Regions from separate parts of the Mus musculus genome. Here regions 2, 3, 4, 5 and 6 are each linked to region 1. Evidence: chromatin contacts called from public HiChIP or PLAC-seq, Micro-C and promoter capture Hi-C data. All regions are on one chromosome and are shown on one strand. Each heading gives the region's core, a stretch centred on a gene start, on an enhancer-like site or on the middle of the called end of the contact. The rest is flanking DNA. Distances are from core to core; before and after follow the strand shown.

What was found. Promoter capture Hi-C pulls out the DNA fragments that hold promoters and counts their contacts. A called contact is a pair of places that touch in the nucleus more often than the background predicts. HiChIP or PLAC-seq counts read pairs in DNA pulled down with a chosen protein or histone mark.
Region 2: a FOXA1 HiChIP or PLAC-seq map of pancreatic cancer cells shows a contact between it and region 1. The contact joins the promoter of Selenoi here to the promoter of Dpysl5 in region 1. A contact is called at or near these places in 8 of 39 promoter capture datasets (the 3T3-L1 cell line, 3T3-L1-derived adipocytes, the C10 cell line and 4 more), 3 of 484 Hi-C or Micro-C datasets (cortical neurons and embryonic stem cells), 4 of 115 datasets of contacts at active chromatin or transcription factors (embryonic midbrain, forebrain, pancreatic cancer cells and 1 more) and 3 of 9 other capture datasets (embryonic stem cells, liver and pancreatic islet).
Region 3: a contact with region 1 is called in an HNF4G HiChIP or PLAC-seq map of pancreatic cancer cells. The contact joins the promoter of Drc1 here to the promoter of Dpysl5 in region 1. A contact is called at or near these places in 1 of 39 promoter capture datasets (stem cell-derived epiblast-like cells) and 1 of 115 datasets of contacts at active chromatin or transcription factors (pancreatic cancer cells).
Region 4: a promoter capture Hi-C map of embryonic stem cells shows a contact between it and region 1. The contact joins the promoter of Slc30a3 here to the promoter of Dpysl5 in region 1. A contact is called at or near these places in 2 of 39 promoter capture datasets (cranial neural crest and embryonic stem cells) and 2 of 9 other capture datasets (liver and pancreatic islet).
Region 5: a Micro-C map of embryonic stem cells shows a contact between it and region 1, with 2.7 times the contacts expected there. The contact joins the promoter of Ucn here to the promoter of Dpysl5 in region 1. A contact is called at or near these places in 3 of 39 promoter capture datasets (the SN4741 cell line, embryonic stem cells and second pharyngeal arch cranial neural crest), 8 of 484 Hi-C or Micro-C datasets (the G1E-ER4 cell line, cerebral cortex, embryonic stem cells and 2 more), 3 of 115 datasets of contacts at active chromatin or transcription factors (T-cell acute lymphoblastic leukemia and embryonic stem cells) and 2 of 9 other capture datasets (adipose tissue and pancreatic islet).
Region 6: a contact with region 1 is called in an H3K4me3 HiChIP or PLAC-seq map of bone marrow-derived macrophages, with 2.3 times the contacts expected there. The contact joins the promoter of Eif2b4 here to the promoter of Dpysl5 in region 1. A contact is called at or near these places in 4 of 39 promoter capture datasets (cranial neural crest, hippocampal neurons, pre-B cells and 1 more) and 3 of 115 datasets of contacts at active chromatin or transcription factors (bone marrow-derived macrophages, embryonic stem cells and pancreatic cancer cells).

What each region holds. Positions count from the first base shown.
Region 1 is chr5:30,709,706-30,712,962 of GRCm38.p6, forward strand. It overlaps Dpysl5 (dihydropyrimidinase-like 5), which reads left to right and starts at 1,859. Exons shown (of 13, transcript NM_001356948.1): 1 at 1,859-2,297.
Region 2 is chr5:30,231,327-30,234,476 of GRCm38.p6, forward strand. It overlaps Selenoi (selenoprotein I), which reads left to right and starts at 1,255. Exons shown (of 10, transcript NM_027652.3): 1 at 1,255-1,489. The coding sequence starts at 1,433.
Region 3 is chr5:30,279,633-30,282,868 of GRCm38.p6, forward strand. It overlaps Drc1 (dynein regulatory complex subunit 1), which reads left to right and starts at 1,761. Exons shown (of 17, transcript NM_001033460.4): 1 at 1,761-1,974. The coding sequence starts at 1,820.
Region 4 is chr5:31,091,876-31,095,148 of GRCm38.p6, forward strand. Slc30a3 (solute carrier family 30 (zinc transporter), member 3) reads right to left here and starts at 1,652. Exons shown (of 8, transcript NM_011773.3): 1 at 1,388-1,652. The coding sequence starts at 1,482.
Region 5 is chr5:31,137,637-31,140,703 of GRCm38.p6, forward strand. It overlaps Ucn (urocortin), which reads right to left and starts at 1,259. Exons shown (of 2, transcript NM_021290.2): 1 at 1,161-1,259; 2 at 353-897. The coding sequence starts at 884. The coding sequence ends at 516. Mpv17 (MpV17 mitochondrial inner membrane protein) reads right to left here. Exons shown (of 8, transcript NM_008622.6): 8 at 3,027-3,067.
Region 6 is chr5:31,191,771-31,194,618 of GRCm38.p6, forward strand. It overlaps Eif2b4 (eukaryotic translation initiation factor 2B, subunit 4 delta), which reads right to left and starts at 1,369. Exons shown (of 13, transcript NM_010122.2): 1 at 1,223-1,369; 2 at 812-855; 3 at 383-518. The coding sequence starts at 1,253. It overlaps Snx17 (sorting nexin 17), which reads left to right and starts at 1,534. Exons shown (of 15, transcript NM_153680.2): 1 at 1,534-1,695; 2 at 2,099-2,173. The coding sequence starts at 1,633.

The sequences.
Region 1 (3,257 bases), core at 609-3,108:
AGGGGACTCTAAGTTCTAAATTTCTTTTTAAACTCTAAAAATCAAGTACTGAGGGTACGTGAAACCTCAGGCTTGGGTAGGATCTTTATCAGTGTTGAATGCTAACTAGCAAGCAGTCGGGGGTGGGGTGTGGGGGGGGAGAGGGGGCGGGGGTAGGTAGGCTGGAGATTAGGAACGCAACTGAAAACTGCAGAAAACGATTCTGGCCACTAGAGGGCTCCCTCCACCTTAGGCAAAAGTTCATCAGAGGCCCTCGTTGCTCGGAGCTAGCTGGGTGTTCCAGAGGGGCGCAATGCATTTTGCAAAAATTTCCCTGGACAGTTTGGGGAGACTAGACAGGGCCTTCAACTGGAGCAATTTACACACACACACACCCTTCACTGGTATTAGGAGTGTTTTGAGGATGGCCATCTAAGCTTGTCTGGAGGTTCTTTGCACAAGCTTACTACCAGAAAAAAAAAAAAAAAAAATCCACTCTTAGAGTGGAATTGGAGACCAGCCAAGCGGTGGTGGCACACGCCTTTAATCTCAGCCCTTAGGAGGCAGAGGCAGGCGGATTTCTGAGTTCGAGGCCAGCCTGGACTACAGAGTGAGTTCCAGAGCTACACAGAGAAACCCTGTCTCGAAAAGCCAAAAAAAAAAAAAAAAAAAAAAAAAAAAAAAAAAAAAAAAAAGAATTGGAGACCAAATGTAGTAACCCCGCACCCCCTAGGGGCACGCCTGTGTGGCCCTAAACGCATCCAGGAGTGGATCACAGAGCACATGACCCAGTGGGACCCACATTTGGAGGACTGGAGCTTAACGTGCAGGCTGTACATTTTGTTAAAATTCAGAGGATCCTGCTCCCTCCACCCGAAGTTATAAAGTACGATTTTCTTTGAAAATAGCCTTAGAGAAAAGCACTTCAGGAAAGCAGCCAAGGGACTCACACCCCCGTCTCCACCCCCGGAACTGAGGGAAGCCCTGGAAAGAACCAACTTCTTCAACAGCAGTTGTAGATCCCCAGGAATCCAGGGGCGGGGGCAGTATTAATGCTGCATTTCCACACGGGTTTGCAACACCATTGGGGTGACATCAAGTGAAGAGATTCAAGTTCTGAAGCTATATTTAAGCTGTCACAATAATGACAGACTAACACGGAGCTCAGGGAAAGGCCTGAGCCATAAATTAGTTAAGGAAAAAGAACTGTCTCGCTCCATTTACAGGATCGTTTGTGGTTAAGTCAACTGTGTACTAAAATGGTGAAACTGGACAAGGTGTGGCGGTGAACATCTGTAATCCCACTATTCGGAAGGCAGAGGCAGGAGGTTCAATTCAAATTCTAGGCTAGCAGGGGGCTACCTAATAAAACCGTCAAAACAACAGCAACCCGGAAATAAAGATGGTGGTGCTGATGTGAAATGAGTTTAAAACACACACACACACACACACACACACACACACACACACACTTTCTTTTAAAGGAGATGTCAAAAATAGGATAGGACCTGGGCGCTGGACATCGACGTCCAAGCGCTGCTCTGGAAAAGACGGTGGCTTCAATACCTCAAGAGAAAGAAGGTGCGAAGTGAGGCGCCCAGAGTGGCCGTTCCCTTGGTCTATGAGAACAGTGTTCCTGTACTGACCACCTCGCCCTCTACAGTCTGCAATCCCATCAGTCTCAGACTCGGTAGGACGCTAATCCGATGGCGCAACTGGGAACCCGCAGCCTCGGAGAGACCCCGCCACCGCATTGTTTCAGCCCCTCGGGTGGGGTCTTGCAGGAGGAGGGGAGGCGATGTGTCCTCCGGAGACGCCCTATACCCTCCCAGGGGACTCGAGCCATACCGCCCCAGCGCCTGGGCTTTGTGAAGTGTCGCTAGTTACCATGGGACCAGAAAGGAACGCTGAGAATGGCGCTTAGATGGCTGGGGGTTGTCGAGGTCCTGGGGCCATGCCCTCTGTCCCTTCTCGGACCCGGGGCCTGCAAAAGGGACTGTCGGGATTTGTAGTCCCAAAGGCGGCGGCAACGCGGAGGACGCGGGGCGCTACTGGTCCCGCCTCCGCCTAACCTGCTAGCTCGAGGTGGCGAGCACTTGGGGCGGAGCCCTCGGATCCGTGATTGGCCCAGGCGGCTCCCCGCCCCCACCCTCGTCCCCACCCCCGCTCGCCACTCGGGACTCCGCTCCAGGCGCGCAAGGCAGCCACCGAGAGAGCGCGCTAGCAGCCGCTCCCGCCCCGTGCAACCGCAGCTACCGCGCCGCGGCGAGACCCAGAGACCGACCGACGGACCCGCACAATCGCATCATCCTGGAGCAGTGGGTGATGGCAAGGGGAGGGTGGTGGGCTTGATCTTTCCGGGCTGCAACATCCACCCCTCTTTCAGTTTCTCCCTGAGGCTCACAAAAGGGAGGGAATTGGGTTGCGCCTAGGCTCCTCCAGCCGATGAAAGAGATGTTGAGGATTCAGGCAGATCCGGACTAAGGTGGGGCGCAAGTCTGGGTCTTTGTAGTCCCACAGAACTCGGCTTGGTGACTTGCGACGCCTAAGGCATTAATGTGTGCTGGAAAGATTTACAAATAGCTAGAATAAGGAGGCAGCTAAGTTGAAGGGATTCACGCCTAGCACCCAGTAGTCGCGCAGCCGTAGCTGGTCGACGTGCAGTAAATGGCTAAAAGGTGGGGTGTAGGGGAGTGTTTCTGTGGTGGCCGGACCTGTCCTCTTGTACGTCCCTGGATCGCCGCGGTCCCTAGTTCCCACCAACTGCGCCTCTGGTCTGATATCTGCCTAACGTGGTCCTAACCCCATCGTTTGTATCCTCTGTTCCCTGAGCAGAGCAGAGGCCCTAGAGGCACCTGCCGAAACCACAAAGGCCTCTTGCATCTGCCCAGCCCCTGGCGGCGCGGCGCTAGGTCCCTCCGCTGGAGCCATGTCGCCTAGTCTGCCACGCAGCATCTATCTTGGTGGGTGAGGGATATCGATGCCCCGGGCCTGGGGAGATGGCTGGAACAAACGGGCGTGGAGGCCTGGATTTGAGCAGAAAGGGGGAGATGGGTGGGGACAGGTGATCGAATCTGGAGGAGGAGGCTGTGGTTTGGGAAGGGCTGACAATTGGGTGGGAGGCGGGTCTGAAGCTTCGCGCAGGTGGCGCGAGGCGAGGCTGCTCTGAAGAATGAAGAGGGGCGGGGAGATGAAGGGAGGGTGGAGACCTCCCGGGTTTGGGGAGAGTAGACAGGCATGGGAAGGCGACTGAGGCTGTACAGGGGATGGGTCTTCCT
Region 2 (3,150 bases), core at 5-2,504, 480 kb before region 1:
AAAAAAAAATTGATGACAAGATTCTTTTTGTCATATTTATATTGACTAGAAAAACTACATAGCAAAGATTTTATGTTGGTTTAATGGACACTTTATATGCATCATCTCATTAAGAACTGTACATTTTAGAGGTGGGTGTGGTGGCTCACACTTGATATTGATAATATTGTCATGAATCTGAGGTTAGTCTGGGCTGAATAGTGAGTTCCAGGCTAGCTAGGAGCTGGTATGGGATCCTGTCTCAAAAAAGCCGGAAACTGTGCTTAGCATATCTTAGGTCCTGACAGCAATTTGTTAAGTGAATGACTCCAAGGAACTTAAGTGGAGATTTCAAATTAATTGCCCTCATTCCAGGGAACAAGGGAACTATTAGACTCACTGATAATCTGTTTCTAATAGGGCTATATTTCTAATTGGGCTAACCATTTCCAACCAAATAAGTGCTTCTGGATAGGCATTGTAATTTGAATTTCTTGCTGGTACTGGAGAATACACAACTCCGGACTGTGTGCTAAGGGAAATGGGGCAAATGCCTCTCATCTCAAAGTTAATGGGTTGGCGATGATGTATGCAAAATTCTCTGCACGTAAGGCACGCAATAAAAAGTAGCAATTATTAAACATTTCCTATTATTAGACACATATTAACCACTGGTGACGTGTTCTTTCTACAATGCACTGGGCCCTAGTTGTAAAATCACTCCTTGTAAACACAGGGCCCCGTCGAGATTGAGAGATCAATGGTTTTATGGGGGAATCGAGGAGACTTAAGCAATTGGAATTCGCACCGGCTGAACCAGTGGAATTTGACGAGGCAGTCCAAGGTTCACAAGCATCATGGATCAGAAGGGACTGATTTTCAAGTCCCTTTGGATTACTCGATGTTTCCCGTTCGCCCGACATCATCATTTCAGGATCCCGAAGCTCCAGGCGCTCACAGCCCGCTGTGGCACACACCTGCCTCCGCCCTTCCCCTCGAACGCCCCCGTACACACTCACCCGGGCCACAAGATTATGCGAGCATCCCACACAATCACTCGGGGTTCCTATAGCAGAGACAAGAGCAAAGGCTGCTGGGAAGTTGACCTTTCACTCCTCCTCTTACTTCAGTTCACCTATTTTGACTCTGGCAAATGAAGCGACGAAGACGGTAGGAGGGGCGGGACTTGGCGATGGCCATCCCGTGCCGATTGGATTGAGGCGGTGCTGGGGGCGGGCCGTGTAAGGGGCGGTGTCCCTACCCGCGGGAGCCGCGGGGCTGCGCTTGCGCACTGGGTGCGCTACGCGTGCGCGGTGGGCGGAGCGCGCCTCTACCTTCTTTACCAGCCCAGGCTTTCCTAGCTCTGCACAACGCCGTGTGCTGCTCCTGTTTCATTGCCCTGTCGCGCAGTGTCGCTGCCGCTGCGGAGTGGGCGTTCAGTTTTCGGGTCGTCATGGCTGGCTACGAATACGTGAGCCCAGAGCAGCTGTCGGGCTTTGACAAGTACAAGGTAGAGAAGGCGAGCAGGCGGTCGCCCATCTCCCCCGCGCCCGGGCCGCGCCCTGGCCGGCGAGGGGCCGGCGCGGTCCGTGTCACCTTGCGCCTGCCGCGTGGCGCGCCGGCGGGCGTTGTTGAAGGGGATTCTGGGGGCGGGAGGTCGCGGTCGGGAAGCTTGGGAGCATCCTAGGCCGGCCGCCCGGTCTTGGCACCCCGCGGGAGACTGCCTTTTCCTTAGAGAGTGGGGTGAAGAAATTCCTTTCTCTCCTTTTCCTTATTAATTGTCACTGCGGCGGGTTTTCAGCCTTTCCCAGAGAGGGTGTTGTTCCCTTCTTTTGGTCGTCGTTTGAATGAGCTTCTCACATGCCTCTCAGTGCTTACAACTTCAGAGATCTGGATGGTCTTTTAGCGGATGCTAAGGGAGGGAAGTGACTTTTTCAGGCCTTAATGCAGATGCACTCCACCCTACCCCTGGAAAAGGGCTTTCACTGAGGCTCGTAGCGCTGGCACTGCAGGTTAAGACGTTGTGCACTAGAAGAAACTGTATAGTGCAAAGAGCGCGCGGGCTTTGGAGTACATAGAAACGCGATGCCAAAGTCAAGTTTCTTCTTTTGGCTTTGGACGAGTCGTTGAAACCCTACTCAGCCTCTCTTTTAGGCTCTTTAGCCTAAGTGTGAGTTTCTCTTGTGCTTAGTATATTGGAAAGGGTTGAAAAGAGTCTGGCACGGCATGAACCCCCAAGAAATGCTGGTGGTTCCAGCATTCTGGGGTTGCAAAATACAGATTTAGTAGTCCCCCCAGGGAACTACTGGCCATCCAGGTGTCTTAATGTGAAATAATGAGGTTTGGTGTTTCATCTTTGGTAAGCCTTTCTTGAGGGCAATCTGTTCCTTTATGAAATTAGTGTGTGCCGAATAGAATGTCCAAATGATGAGGCTAGTCCTGTGGGTAGTAGTCATCCAGGAAACATTTGTGCAATGAATTAATATTTTGGGGGGAAAAATCTTCATTTTGTTTAACTGAAATAGAAAAAAAAAAACCCAGGGGCTTTAGAAGGCCCTAGGATATTCTTCTTTGAAGCAGTGTTGGACCATACTATTCTGAATTAAGGTGGTGACTTACCTTAAAACTGTAACTGGGAAGGAAGAAATTGCAGAGCTTTCTTAGTGGCTTGGGTCAGAAGGCTGTTAACCCAGATACCTCCTGTGTGTGTTTGCATCACCCTCTTGGTTATCTGTGCTGCACTGCAAAGATTGGCAGCCAAAATATTTTCTTCGAAAATGAGTCTTGACTTTTAGAGCAAGTTTTTATAAAGTGGCAGCTTTATTCAGTGAGCCTAGTTTTCCTCACCGTCTTCTCTAGGTTTATAGTCCCAGCTAGATAAAAGTCTTATTTTATCGGACATCTCGGTGTGGTTTTCTGTGGCTGTCCCTTCCTTATCTGACTCAGCTCCTGTGTTTGACAACCGGTTTCCTATCGTTCTGGAAAACAAAGGTCAGTTTTGCAATCGTCCCAGCAGTCACTAAAATGTTGATGTTATTCTAGTTACAGTGAGGCTTTTTTTGGAGGCGGGATCCAAAATCAATCACAAATGTATAACCTTAAATTCTAGTAGAAGGCTCTCTGCTGGATGCCATACCACATTCATTTTAAAAGAATGAAACAGAGGCATCC
Region 3 (3,236 bases), core at 511-3,010, 430 kb before region 1:
CTGACCATTATGAGTTACATCATTATGAACATTGTTTTGTCTAGGCTGCCCATATAACTGCAGTCATCTTGCTTCTGGTGATTCAGTGCTGCCACTGGCCCCTGCTACCTCAGTGCCCAGTTAATCCCATTGCCTTTCATCCATTCAGTTGAGCAGCAGCATCTGCAACCCTAAGGTCTGGCATAAGCAGAGACCACAAAGCCCTTCAGATGTGCTGGTGGCCCTCTCACCAGTTTGCATCTTATAGGATTTATGAAGGGTGTGTCTTCTGGGCTTTCCTATTATAGAGGATTAGGTTTTACACAGCAAACTCATTCTTTTTTTTTTTTTTTTTTTTTCGAGACAGGGTTTCTCTGTAGCCTTGGCTGTCCTGGAACTCACTTTGTAGGCCAGGCTGGCCTCGAACTCAGAAATCCGCCTGCCTCTGCCTCCTGAGTGCTGGGATTAAAGGCGTGTGCCACCACCCCCAGCAGCAAACTCATTCTTGCATTGCAACTTCCCTAAGCCATAAAACCCCTTCATCATCAAGGAATGTCTAGCATGTCTGAGTCCCTAAGTTCAGTCTCCAATGCTACAAAAATAAAACTGTCGAGTGGTTTGCATTAGGGATAGTGTCTTGAAATGTAGCCCTGCTTGGCCTAGAACTTTACAGTCTTCCTATCTCAGCCTCCCAGAGGGCTGATTGTGAACCACTATGTCTGCATGTCTGTGTGTATTATTATTATAAGGGTGGGTATTATTATTATTATTATTTTGGTATAGGGCTTTACATTTCTTATTTTAATTTAGTTTAGAAATGGAGTCTCATTGTGTTCCAGGATGACCTGGAACACAATCCTGAGTTCTGGGATTACAGGAGTGGTGTTTTTGTTTTGTTTTGTGTGTCCTGTCCAAGGTGCTCCAACGAACCAACTGGTGTAGGTAAACCCTTTACCATTGAGCCGTACCACAAGCCCACAGGCATAGTTTTAATTCTTAAAGAGAACATTAAAAAACAACAACAAAAAAAAAACCACTTTTTACACCTATGATTTTGTGTGCCCATATGCCACTGTGGCATGTGAAGGTCAAAGGACAATTTATCAGTACTGGTACTTTTTCCATAGTGTGGGCCTAAAGGATTGAACTCAGTTGGTCACTCTCCTTGGCCATAAACATTGACTGCTGAGCCTTCTCTCTGGCCCCAGGACATTATTTTGTTGACAAGGGGACACACGGTGCCTAAGGCATGATGTCCCCCCCCCCGCCCCCGCAGACTGCTGCTTTGAGAGAGCGGTGGTGTCCTGGGTTCTTCCCCGCCCCCCCCCCCCCAACCATTCTCCTGAACCCACCTCTTTTTCGGTCATGGCTACAGATGATGAGTGTACTTGAGTTCACACTTCCAAAACTGCAATGGGCTGAGGTGGTCTCCCACTCAGCTTAAGGAAAGGACGCCACTGTCTCTAGCTATATAATACAATGCTTTTCATGTTGCAGGTACTCAGTTATTTTGGAGCAAAGTGCCTTTTAGGAATATTCATTTGGTAAGGTGGATGATGAATTGGGCTTTTGAGTCAGAAAGAGATGCGGTGCGGTTTGTTCCATCTGCCTTCGTGGGGTCAAGTCAGCCCCTCCAAACCAACTTCAGGCAAGGGGAATCAAGTCCACATTTGGGATACAAATATACAACTCGTAGTGCCTGACAGAGAAGCTGGGCTGGAGCGCCGCGCGACAGCTAGCCAGAGATGGGTCAGGTGACTGCTTTCCCTTGGCAACGGCTTGTTCCTAGCAACCCGGCTGCTGGTCCAGGCGGAGCTGCCAGTGGGTGGGAGACGCCGCCATGAATCCCTCAGGAACCATTGGGGTCCTAGAGCAGAATGGGGAAGAACACTTAGCCACCCCGATTCTCGGACCCTCGGTGCATTCGGATAACCCGCAGGAGCGGATCCAGGCCCGGCGCCTGCGCATCGCTGCTCGTCAGGAAGCCCGAAGGCGGTGAGCTGGGTGGCCGGGTGGTGCGATGGGGAGCCCAGAGTGCCCTGCAGGGAGCTGGGGCCGGGCTGGGTGGGAGCTCCATGGTAAGGTGTGTGTGTGTGTGTGTGTGTGTGTGTGTGTGTGTGTGTGCGCGCGCGCGCCCTGGGTGTAAACAGAAAAACTTTTCTTCTAGAACATTCAAGCAGTGAGTTTTGGGACAGCTAGGGCTACATAATGAGACCCTGTCCCAATATTTGAAAATAAAAATAAAAAAGTTCTAGGTCAGATTTATTCCAGAGGCTAGAGTTTGTTGACGAGATGTAATGGACCGCGATCTGTGAAAGAGTCGGTTATCCCCATTCTACTGAGAATACCTTATCACAGCCAGTGAGCATATGTGATTGTGTGTTCCACACAGATATGAGCATCTTGATCCATTTTAAAATTAAAAAATAAAATAAAATAAAGCCAGGTTAGTGGCTTATGCCTTTAATCTCAGTACTGGAGTGGCAGAGGCAGGCAAATCTCTTTGAGATCAAGGCTAGCCTAGTCTACGTAGGAAGGCCTTGACACCTCAAAATAAAAATAAAATAAGAGTAAAAGCTTTCATTTCACTTAGTGGCCACACTCCCTGGGCCCAAGGCCATGTCGACGGATCTACTGTAGCAAAGGCGGGGTGGCTGCTTGCTTGTGCTTGCGGACATTGATGATCATTGTCTAGAATCCATCCAGGTACTGCAAGTGCCAGACCTGTGAATTAAGAGGGGATGTGATAGGAGCCACCACACTTGCATTCCCACCATGTTCCCTAGGCTTTGGTGTCTTTATTAGCTTAGGTAAAGTTTAAGGGACATCCACTAGTCACCAGACTTCATGTGACAGTTGTTCAACTTCTAAGTCGTTCATTCCACTTTTACTTTTGGTGGTCTACAGACCCAGCAGAAGTACAAGATGGAGGTCTGTGTGCCTCCATCCTAGTTGGGCAAGGCTGTGATCATGGTTAGCATCTCTTGTTGTCATGGTAACTCAGATCTGTTTTTAATTGTCCTAACACTGTCTGGGTATCCCCTTCCCTGACAGTTCCCTGATGACCTTCAATCCCCTTGGGGAAAGGCTAGGAGCCTCACTACATTATGTATTTGCATTGTGTTCTCTGTTCTTCCTCCTGGGATCCCTGCCACCTCTTTGGTTAGGAGGTTCTGGGATGAGAACTGGGGTTGGTTCAGGAACTGGGCAAGGCAGAAGCATCCTTAGTAAGCTTGTCTGTTGCTGCTGTTTGGCTA
Region 4 (3,273 bases), core at 402-2,901, 380 kb after region 1:
GCCTCTGAAAACCCTGCAGGGTTTGGTGACTAATGGTCATATGAAGGTGGAAATGGCCCAGGAGATCAGGATGCAGTGTCAGGAGGCATGCTGGGCAGTCTGGGGGCTGTGGTAAGTCACCTTCCTTGGGCTTGTAAGGTGAAACACAGCAAGCCATCAATGTAGCCGCCCATCAACAGGCTGCCTCCTTTTGTTCGGCATCAAGTGGGCACTAAAGGGCCTCTCTGCTGGGGTGTGGAGGTGTGACTATGTTTTGTCCAGGGCTAGCGGCCGTTTCTTTCCCTAGCTTTCTGAAATTCCCCGACAAACAAGAAAACGATATCTAGCGTGGGGGAAACAGTGAGGCCTGGGGTATCCCTTGGGCGAGTAAGAGAGGTTGATGCCAAGTCAAAGGCTATGGGAATAGATGCCTGGGACACAGCTGGAGCCCCACAAGCTGCCCACAACTATAGTCGCCTGCAGCCCTTCTCTGCTCCCCCATTCCCCACCCACTCAGGTTTAAGGCCCCCTCCCAAGGAAATAATCGGTGACACAGAAGACCACATCAGAGACAAAAGGAGAAGACTGGGGAGGGAGAATAGAAAGAATGGAAGAACAGAAGGGAGGGGAAAAAAAGCCTGAGACCCTGTCAAATCTCAGAGACAAACAGACAGTCTCCTTCAAGACAAAATGGCCAGAGGAGGTGGCCAGGGAGGGCCTGTCGCGGTGGCCACCCGGAGATGGCAGGGCAGACGGAGCCAGCGACGAGCGGCGGGCGGCGAGCGGCGGGAGGCCCGCGGGGTGCGGGGGAGGTTCTGCTGCCGCCCCCGGCCCGCTGTCCCGGCCGCTCCGCGCCTCATCTCACACCTCGCCGCCCCCGGCCCCGTCTGTGCGGAGCCGGGAATACCCCCCGCCGCCCATCCCGCACCTGCTCCTTCCTCGCCGCCCCCTCGCTCCTTGCGGCTGCCCGCTGAGCCCGGGCGGATCCCCAGGGCCGGGGCCCACAACTGGCCGCTGCTGGATGGGGCGCCCTGAAACCGGGGTGCGGAGAGAAGGGTCCGGGGCCTAAAGCTGGGATTCCAATGCCCGGAGGCGAGGCGCACGGAGCAATGCGGACATCGCCGCACCTGGCCCGCTCGGTCCGACGGAGCGGCGGAGGCGGCGCAGGGGTTAGGAGGCTGAGGGTGCCGCGGCAGGGGACTTGCTTTGCCCGGCCAGGAGAACATGGGGTATCGCGGCAGAGGCGGGGAGTGGGGCTGTCTGCGGCCGGCAGATCTGCGTCGCGAAGTTGGGGGGCCGCGGGGAGCTGGGGAGGCGGGCCGGACCCGCGCCAAGGGAGACAACGAAATGGACCGATGGCATCAGTCTGGCGCCCCCCGGGCTGAGGGCCAGCCCAGGTCTGTCCTACCTCTTCAATCGCAGGCCGCCGCCAGCGCTGCTGCGGTCTCGGGCACTCACTAGGCGGGTGGTCTCCGAGCCTCCGGTGGCCAGAGAAGGCTCCATGTCCCCGCTGCCCAGACCGTCTAGGCCGCACAGAGGGGGAGAGGCGGGGCAGGCCTTGCGCCAAATCCGAGCGGTCCAAGGACCACTCGGACTCCCCGCTGGGCCACCAGTGTGGAGGGAACTGCGGCGACTGTGGCGCTCGGAGTCCGAACTGCAGAGCCCGCGGCCCCGGGAGCCCCGCCCCAAGCGGGGCGAGCTCCCCAAACCCCGCCTCCAGGCTCCCCAGTCTCTATCTCCCACGCCTAAGACCCGCCTCCAGGACCCGCCCCCAAATCCAAAGTCCATTTCCCCCGCGCCAAATTGTGAGATGGGGTGGGGTGGAGGTTATAGTGGTGGTGAACCGGCACAGCGCCCTCTCCCCAAGTCCCCCCCCACCAGTTCCCAGACTGGCTCTTCACACCTAGGAACCCCTCTGACATCAAACTTTTTGAAGGTACACTGCCCTATGCATGCTGGTTTAGTGACGTTGCCCCACCGCCCAATCATTCTGTGGCTCTGGCCCCCACGCGGAGGTAGAAACAGGTGCCAAATCGATCTGGAGAAAAACAGAGAGAATCTGGGGTGAGCAGTGATACATTCCCAAACAACTCTAAGGACTCCAGCCAGCAATCCCACTGCGGAGGCTCTGGAATAGGAATGCATGAGCAAAATCTGCTGCCAAGCACTGTACCGCTAATTATCATGTGTGTGCGTGCGTGCGTGTGTGTGTGTGTGTGTGTGTGTGTGTGTGTGTGTGTGTGTGTGTGTGCGTGTTTCAGGGACTTTGGGTAACAAAAACCTTCCTGATGTCCTTCAACCCATATATTATCCTTACTTTCCAGACGAGTAAGCTAAGTCCCAGAAGCATACAATGCCACGTGACCTGGAGCAAATGTCCCATCCTTTCCCCCACCTGGGTCCGATTAGCGCCGGGCTAGCAGTTGAAGCGCCTGGGTTACCTAACCTTCTCATAAGGAGGTTTGGGCGGCGGGAGGTGCTCTGTCACCTCTCGAGGGTCCACGATCACTGTTTATCGAGGGACGCTGCTTGTTCGATTTGTCAGCAGGTAACTCCTTCCTTACCTACTTAACTGTAACGCGGTGCTCGTTTGGGGAAAGACAACGGCCCAGAGAAAGGACTCACTTACAAGCCGTCGGTGGCCAAGGCTGAAGTCGAAACTTTAAATGCTCAGTGCTCTCTACTCCTCGCACCTGCCGCCACTGTAGGATGAAAGGGGAGGAGAATTGGATTGTACACTTTCAGCTGTGACAGTCTGTGAAGAGGAGGGGCCGTGGGAGGAGGGGAGAGAGCAAGGACGGAAAGAGCGCTTTGGGGGGTGGGGGTAGTGAGTCCAGGCAAAAAAACCACCAACCGCATCCTTTGGAACACACCGAGCTTTCTGAATTTAAGGCCCTGGGATTGAATACCTGCCCTCAGCATGGTCGTTCCAAACAAGGAGATTGTGTGTGCATTTCCAAAAGGCAAACCAAACAAAACACAAATGAGAAAGTCAAAGACACCGCGAGCGCGCCACACACAGTGTCTGGAAATGATGGGGTTAAGGCGGGAGAGCTTCGCGGAGGAGGTGAGGCTTAAAACGGGCAGGCTGTTCCGGCCGGGGAGAGTGCGACTAGGTTCGCGCCAGATTTGCGGGGCGGCGTGCGCAAAGGGATGGTATTGAGCGGAGAAGCAGAGCAGAAAATCCAGCCTGCACGTCCTAGGCGCCGGCCTACGCCCACGCGCGCCTGGGGCCACTGTCTGCCTTCCCTGTGCGATGGTGTCTGGACCAATGGGGGCGCTCTCTTTCTAACC
Region 5 (3,067 bases), core at 9-2,508, 430 kb after region 1:
TCCTTTTGCTGTCCACTCCTAGGCTCAGCTATAGAAGCAACCTCGCCATCGCTCTACCCTTTCTCAACCCCAGACCATCTGAAGGGGCGGAGGCGAAATAGTCCCTCGTGGCCATTCCCTTTACACTAGAGGTTGCCTCCTAAGCCGGAGACCCTGAAAGGGTATCAGACCTCCGAGTTCCGGGATCTGGCGGGTTGGGGGAAGGGCTCCCAGGAATTTAATAGGCTTCCTCTCCCATCTCATTTAGCATGCTTGTCTCTCCTACCGGCCTGGAGAGCTCCACTTTCCCAAAAGTTCTTACCCTAACTGTAGTTGCCGGTGCCCTCTCACCACTATGACAGAAGATAGAGGCTAAGCTCTTGGGCAGTTTTATTAAAAAATAACCACTCAGAGTATTCAGGGTGACTCTGGGCGGCGCTGCACCGCGGGACTGAGACAGCTCCGGTTGTGCGCGTTCCAGCCCCGGGGTAGGTAAGGGAAAGGGTCAAGGCTTTCGTGACCCCATACGGGGCCGATCACTTGCCCACCGAATCGAATATGATGCGGTTCTGCTCTGCGCGCTCGCGCTGGCTCTGTGTCCGAGCTAGCTCCAGCAGGGTCCGCAGCAGGTGGAAGGTGAGGTCGATGGACAGTGGAGGGTCGTCCCGTCGCTGCCGCTCGCCCGCAGGCTCAGATCCTGCGCGGCGCGGGAAGCGCTCCGCTAACAGCAAGAGGAGCGCGCGGACGCCGCCGCCCTGATTCCGCACTCCAGGGCTCCATCGCAGATTCGGATCCTGGACCCCAGTTGCCGCCGCAGCCGCTGGGCTCCACTGGCTGCTCTCCGGGCGAAGCTGTGCCAAGAGCAGCAACGCCACCAGGAGCGTAGCGCGTCCCCTCTGTATCATGGTGCCGCCTGCCCTGGACACACAGGGGCAGCATAGGGTGAGGTGCACTTGGAGCAGCCGCAGGTAACACGAGCCCCTTGGCGCGCACGCCCAGTGCCCCTGCCGAGACCCTCCAGCTGTTGCCTGGTGTCCACATCCTGCCCACCAGCCCTAGGCGCTGTGCCAGTCCAGTTCCACCCCTCTCTCCCTCCTTCCCTCCCGGCAGGTCACAGTGGGTGGGCTGAGTGCAGAGTCTTGGTGGTAAGGGAGTCTGGATCGTTGCTTCAAGCCACTCACAGGTTATCGGAGTGTCTGCCCAGTGCAAGATGGAGCTCCACTCTGTCCCCGGGGACGGGCTGAAGACGCCTTGGGGAGCACGGGGTCTGTCCCGGGACCGCCGCCAGCCTTATATAGCACCAGGACAGCTCCGACTGACGTCAGCGAAGAACATGAACTGATTGTAGAAACAATGACACCGGCAGCTTTGAGTCCAGCAGCTTCGAGCCCCCAGAGGGGTGCGTATCCTGACTTTGTGTCCCTGGAGCTATCTTTGGAAGCACCCTGGCTGTAGAGGGAGAAGCTGGCAGAGCCATAAAGATAGATCTTCCGGATGCAGAGTCCTTCCCCGACACAGAACCACCAATGTCTCCAGAGCAGGAATAGTCAGGGGTTGTTTCTCTTCTCAAGTAGAGAGGGAGGACTGTGGAGCTGTCCGTGGTTCCGAACTTCTTCACAGCCACAATCTGGACAGAAGTTCTGGGGAGAAGCCTGGGCTGCTTAGACACGGTCCCTAGGCCGGCTACTGGGTCCTCAAATTGAGATCAGAAATGCTCTGCTGGCAGGGGCTCAGACAACACAGTCCCACCCAAAGGCTCTCCAATACAGTGGGTCTGACCCATTCTACTGACCATTGTACAGCAGTACAAACTAAAATCTACAGGTGTCAGAATGGCATAAAAGGGTGTTTGGCTTTCAGAACTTAACGTACCTCCTGAGTTTGGCAAAGTCAGCTTTTTCCTAGGAAACACAGAAACAGTACTATTATACCTTTTTACCTTCTAGGTCAGGAGCTGGGGTGGTGCTGGTGCACTCCTTTAATCATAGCACCCAGGAGACAGAGGCAGGCAGATCTCTGAGTTTGAGGCCAGACTGGTCTACTGAGCTGGTTCCAAGACTACACAAAGAAACCCAGTTTTGAACACACACACACACACACACACACACACACACACACACACACACACACACAAACACACACACGAAAACGAAGAAATCACTAGGTAGAAGTGAGAAAACTTTGGCCCAAGTTCCTCCTCTGCCACCAGCTTGTGTAGTCAGGTCCCTCACTTCTGAAACCATTGGCGTCTGTCTTTGTAAATGAACAGCCTCTGCTTCTTTCCAGTTACAGACAGGTCTGTGCTCTTCTGAAGGGTCTTATTCATAGCCACTGCAGATCCCAGATAATAATGTATCTATTTCTGTGCCTATAAAGTCCCTGACAGGGTCTCGAAAGGCACTAGGACCTAGAAAAGTTAAGCGTGATAGCCACTCTAGTCTAGGGATGTTGCTTAGTTGTTAGAGCACGTGACTAGCATCCACAATGCTGAGTTCAAGTCTCAACTCTAGACAGGAAGTTGTATCTATACAGAGTGGGGACGTGTGCTAGCTATTGGGACATAGGTGTAAAGTTGGCAAGGTCATATTATTCTACAAATATCTGTGAGGAATATACTATGTGGTGGGAATGTAGACAGTCATGCTGCATAGCAACCTTTTAGTCAGTGATGGCAACACACAATGGTGGCTTCAGATAATCATAGCGGAGCTGAAATATCCCTACCACATAGCAGCATTAGTTCTTATGTCTCAGTTTGGTGCATTATTCATGAATCTGCAATAATGCTGGTGGAAACAGACCAAGCTGGCAGTAATATGGAAGTATATCTTGTGCAATTATGTACAGCGTATACATCTTAATGACAGTGTTCTACATATGAAAAAGCTCTCTGTAAAACAGTATACCATGTCAGACTGGCAGCAGAAAAATACACCACATGCTTGTGCACGAAGAGGCCATGTTGAGCAACTGATTGTTACCATCTGCATAAGTATACTCCTTATGTGTGCACAGTGACAAAACTGCTAAAGACACAATTCTTGTTTGATTTTAAAAAAAGATTTATTTATTTAATGTATATGAGTAC
Region 6 (2,848 bases), core at 119-2,618, 480 kb after region 1:
TGCCTGGGCTCTAGGACGGTGATCTCTTTGCCCCAACCAAAGTTTCCCTTTTATCTATTTTTTTTCCCTTTCTTGACTGAGGCTGGAATTCATCAGAGATCCACCTGTCTTTGCTTTGGCCTTAGTTTCCCTTTTACCTTATCTAAGTTTTTTTTTTTTTCCTTTTTTGACTGAGGCTGGAATTCATCAGAGATCCACCTGCCTTTGCTTTGGCCTTAGTGCTGGGGTTAAAGGTGTGCTGTAAGCCACCACCAGCCAGCACCATCAGGCTCTGCCTTCCAAGTAACCGCTTTTGTACTTGCTCAAACCAACTTTGTTCTATCTCCCTTTGCAAATCCCTCATCCAGCATCCTACCCCCGGCCGTTTAAAGCGTCCCCGCACCTTGCCGTTGAGCTGCAGACACAGCAGAGCCAATTTCTTGGTCTGCCCCCTTTTCCTCCTTCCGTTTCTTCTTCTGCTGTTTCTTTTCTTTTCGAAGCTGAAGCTTCTCTTCTTGGGTCAACTCCCGCCCTGCTGCCTGAGACACAGACACGGGAACTGCTCTACCCCAGGCCATTCCAAAGGTTTATCAAGATGCTTACTAGATTCCCCCAAGGTTAAGTTCCTAACACTCTCTGACTTCTGTTACAAGTCTACGTAAGTAAGGAGAGAAACTTCTTCAGTCATAGTCACACACCGTTAAGCTCTGTAAAATCTCCCAGTTCTACTAAGAGATGAACTGAAAAGGATGGGAGATGGGGCCAAATGAAGGTGACACAGCTTTCTGTGTAGCTCTTGACAGGCGACTTAGGAGGTCTCTCCCTCACTTACCCCGGGCCGAGGAGAAAGTTCAGTCTTCATCTCGGATCTCGATTCTGCATCAGAAAACAGGGCACAGAGTGAGCCAGACAGGCTCCGGGAGGACTTGGGGAGACTCGTCGGCGCAGCTGGCTGCTGGGTTGGCATGACCACAGCTCGGCTGCCGGGCGCGAGGCGCTCTGGGATCCGCGTGGGGACGCACTGCGCGGCAGGATCAAAGGACAGGCGTGGGAGGAAAAGGGTCAGTCACCCTTCTGGGAACAGCCGGCAAGCAGCACCCTGCTGCGCCCTAGATCTTGTAAACCAGAGTCCCGCGACGTGCAGAAACCCGGCGGCAAGGCCCAAAGGCGCTCCGGACCCCGCATCAGCGATCCAGTGTTCATCTGCTCTTCTACCACTTGGTGCATCTAGCCCTTCACTCACCTTCGCGAACAGCCACCGCCACCGCAGCCATGACTGTGGGTCCTAGGCTCCTCCCGCCGAGGTCACTCACACTACAGCGCCACCTGGGCTGCTGGCTCCCCTGATGCCTCCCGCGGAGTCAGTCCCCAGCGGACTACAACTTCCGGCGTGCACTGGGTCCCGCCCAGGACTACGGGTCGCGGTGAGGACCAAAGGATGTTGGGTTCCCAATTAGGAGCGTCTCCGGCGCTCGACTACAGCTCCCAGCATGCCGAGGTTGCTGCTCGCAGAGCCGTCATCCTACAGCCTTCCCACCTCGGAGTTCAGGCCCACCAAAATGGCGAGCTGGGCTGCGGAGACGCGCTGAGTGGCAGAGGCAAGCGAGCAGAGGCGCTGCGAACCTGGTAGTACGGAGCTCTGCCTTAGGGAACATGCACTTTTCCATTCCTGAAACGGAGTCCCGCAGTGGGGACAGCGGCGGCTCCGCCTACGTGGTGAGGAGGTGCTAGAAGCTGGGCCAGGGCGGGGATAACGGGCCGGAGCTCTCGGAGCGGCCTCCAGCCTTCGAACCTCACTGGAAGCCATCTCATGTCTCAGTTTCGTACTTAAGCCACCCCAAGCTCCAATAGGTTCTTCTTTCCCCGGCCAGGCCGCGACTGCTCTGGCGGTGGGCACTATTGTCATCTCCGGGAGGGATACTGCCGCACAAGCGCCCGAGTGTCCTCGGGACTGGGCCTTCTGCTTGAAACCCGGCCCTGGGGGAAAAACAGGCTAAATCCCGGGAAGTCTCGGAGCGTTGCGCAGACGGATATGTCAGGCAACTTCCGGACAGGTTTCTGGGGCAAGAGGTGGTTTGCACGTCGATCCTGAGATGTTTGCCTGCTTTTGTGTCCTCAGGCCTATAACATTCACGTGAATGGAGTCCTGCACTGTCGGGTGCGCTACAGCCAGCTTCTGGGGCTGCACGAGCAGGTGGGACTAACAACCCTGTCTAGATGCAGCTTCAAGCCCTTCCATACCCACGGACATTAATCCCCTTTCATTACATCACCCTATAATCACTGCTACAGTGGAAGGTGGACTTTGTTAGCGTGACATTTCCGGAAACTCTCTGAGCGGCTTGTCTCTCACAGTTCCTGTACTTCCCTATACTCACACATCCTTCCTTCTCTGAGCTGTCTCCTTTTTCATCCTTTGCCCCTGCATGGAAAAACTGAACCCTGTTAGTCAAAGCACATTCCTTCTGGCACCTAAACTATAACTTGGGAATTCATTCCCCGGATTAATACAAACCATTCGCTGCTTTCCTTGTGTGTTCTTGGTCCCATCAGTGTATAAGATGTCCAAATGTTTCCCCCCTCACCAGATAGTGAGCTCTGTATAGATAGTGAATCTCTAGAGAGCCCTGTTTCTACTAGATGTCAGTCCTGAGCAAGTTAATTTCTTCCCGCCTCAGTTTCTCCAGATAAAAAGTAGATTCTTGGATCAGCAAAGTCCCTTCAACACACTTGAGTATGCTATGACTTTATTATCTGTGCACATAAGTGTTCCCTATAAATGTTCTCTACTGAGCAGTCTTGCTATGTAAATCAAAGGGCTCCTGGACCCAGGACCCCATGAAAAATCACCCTATAATGTCTTCACATG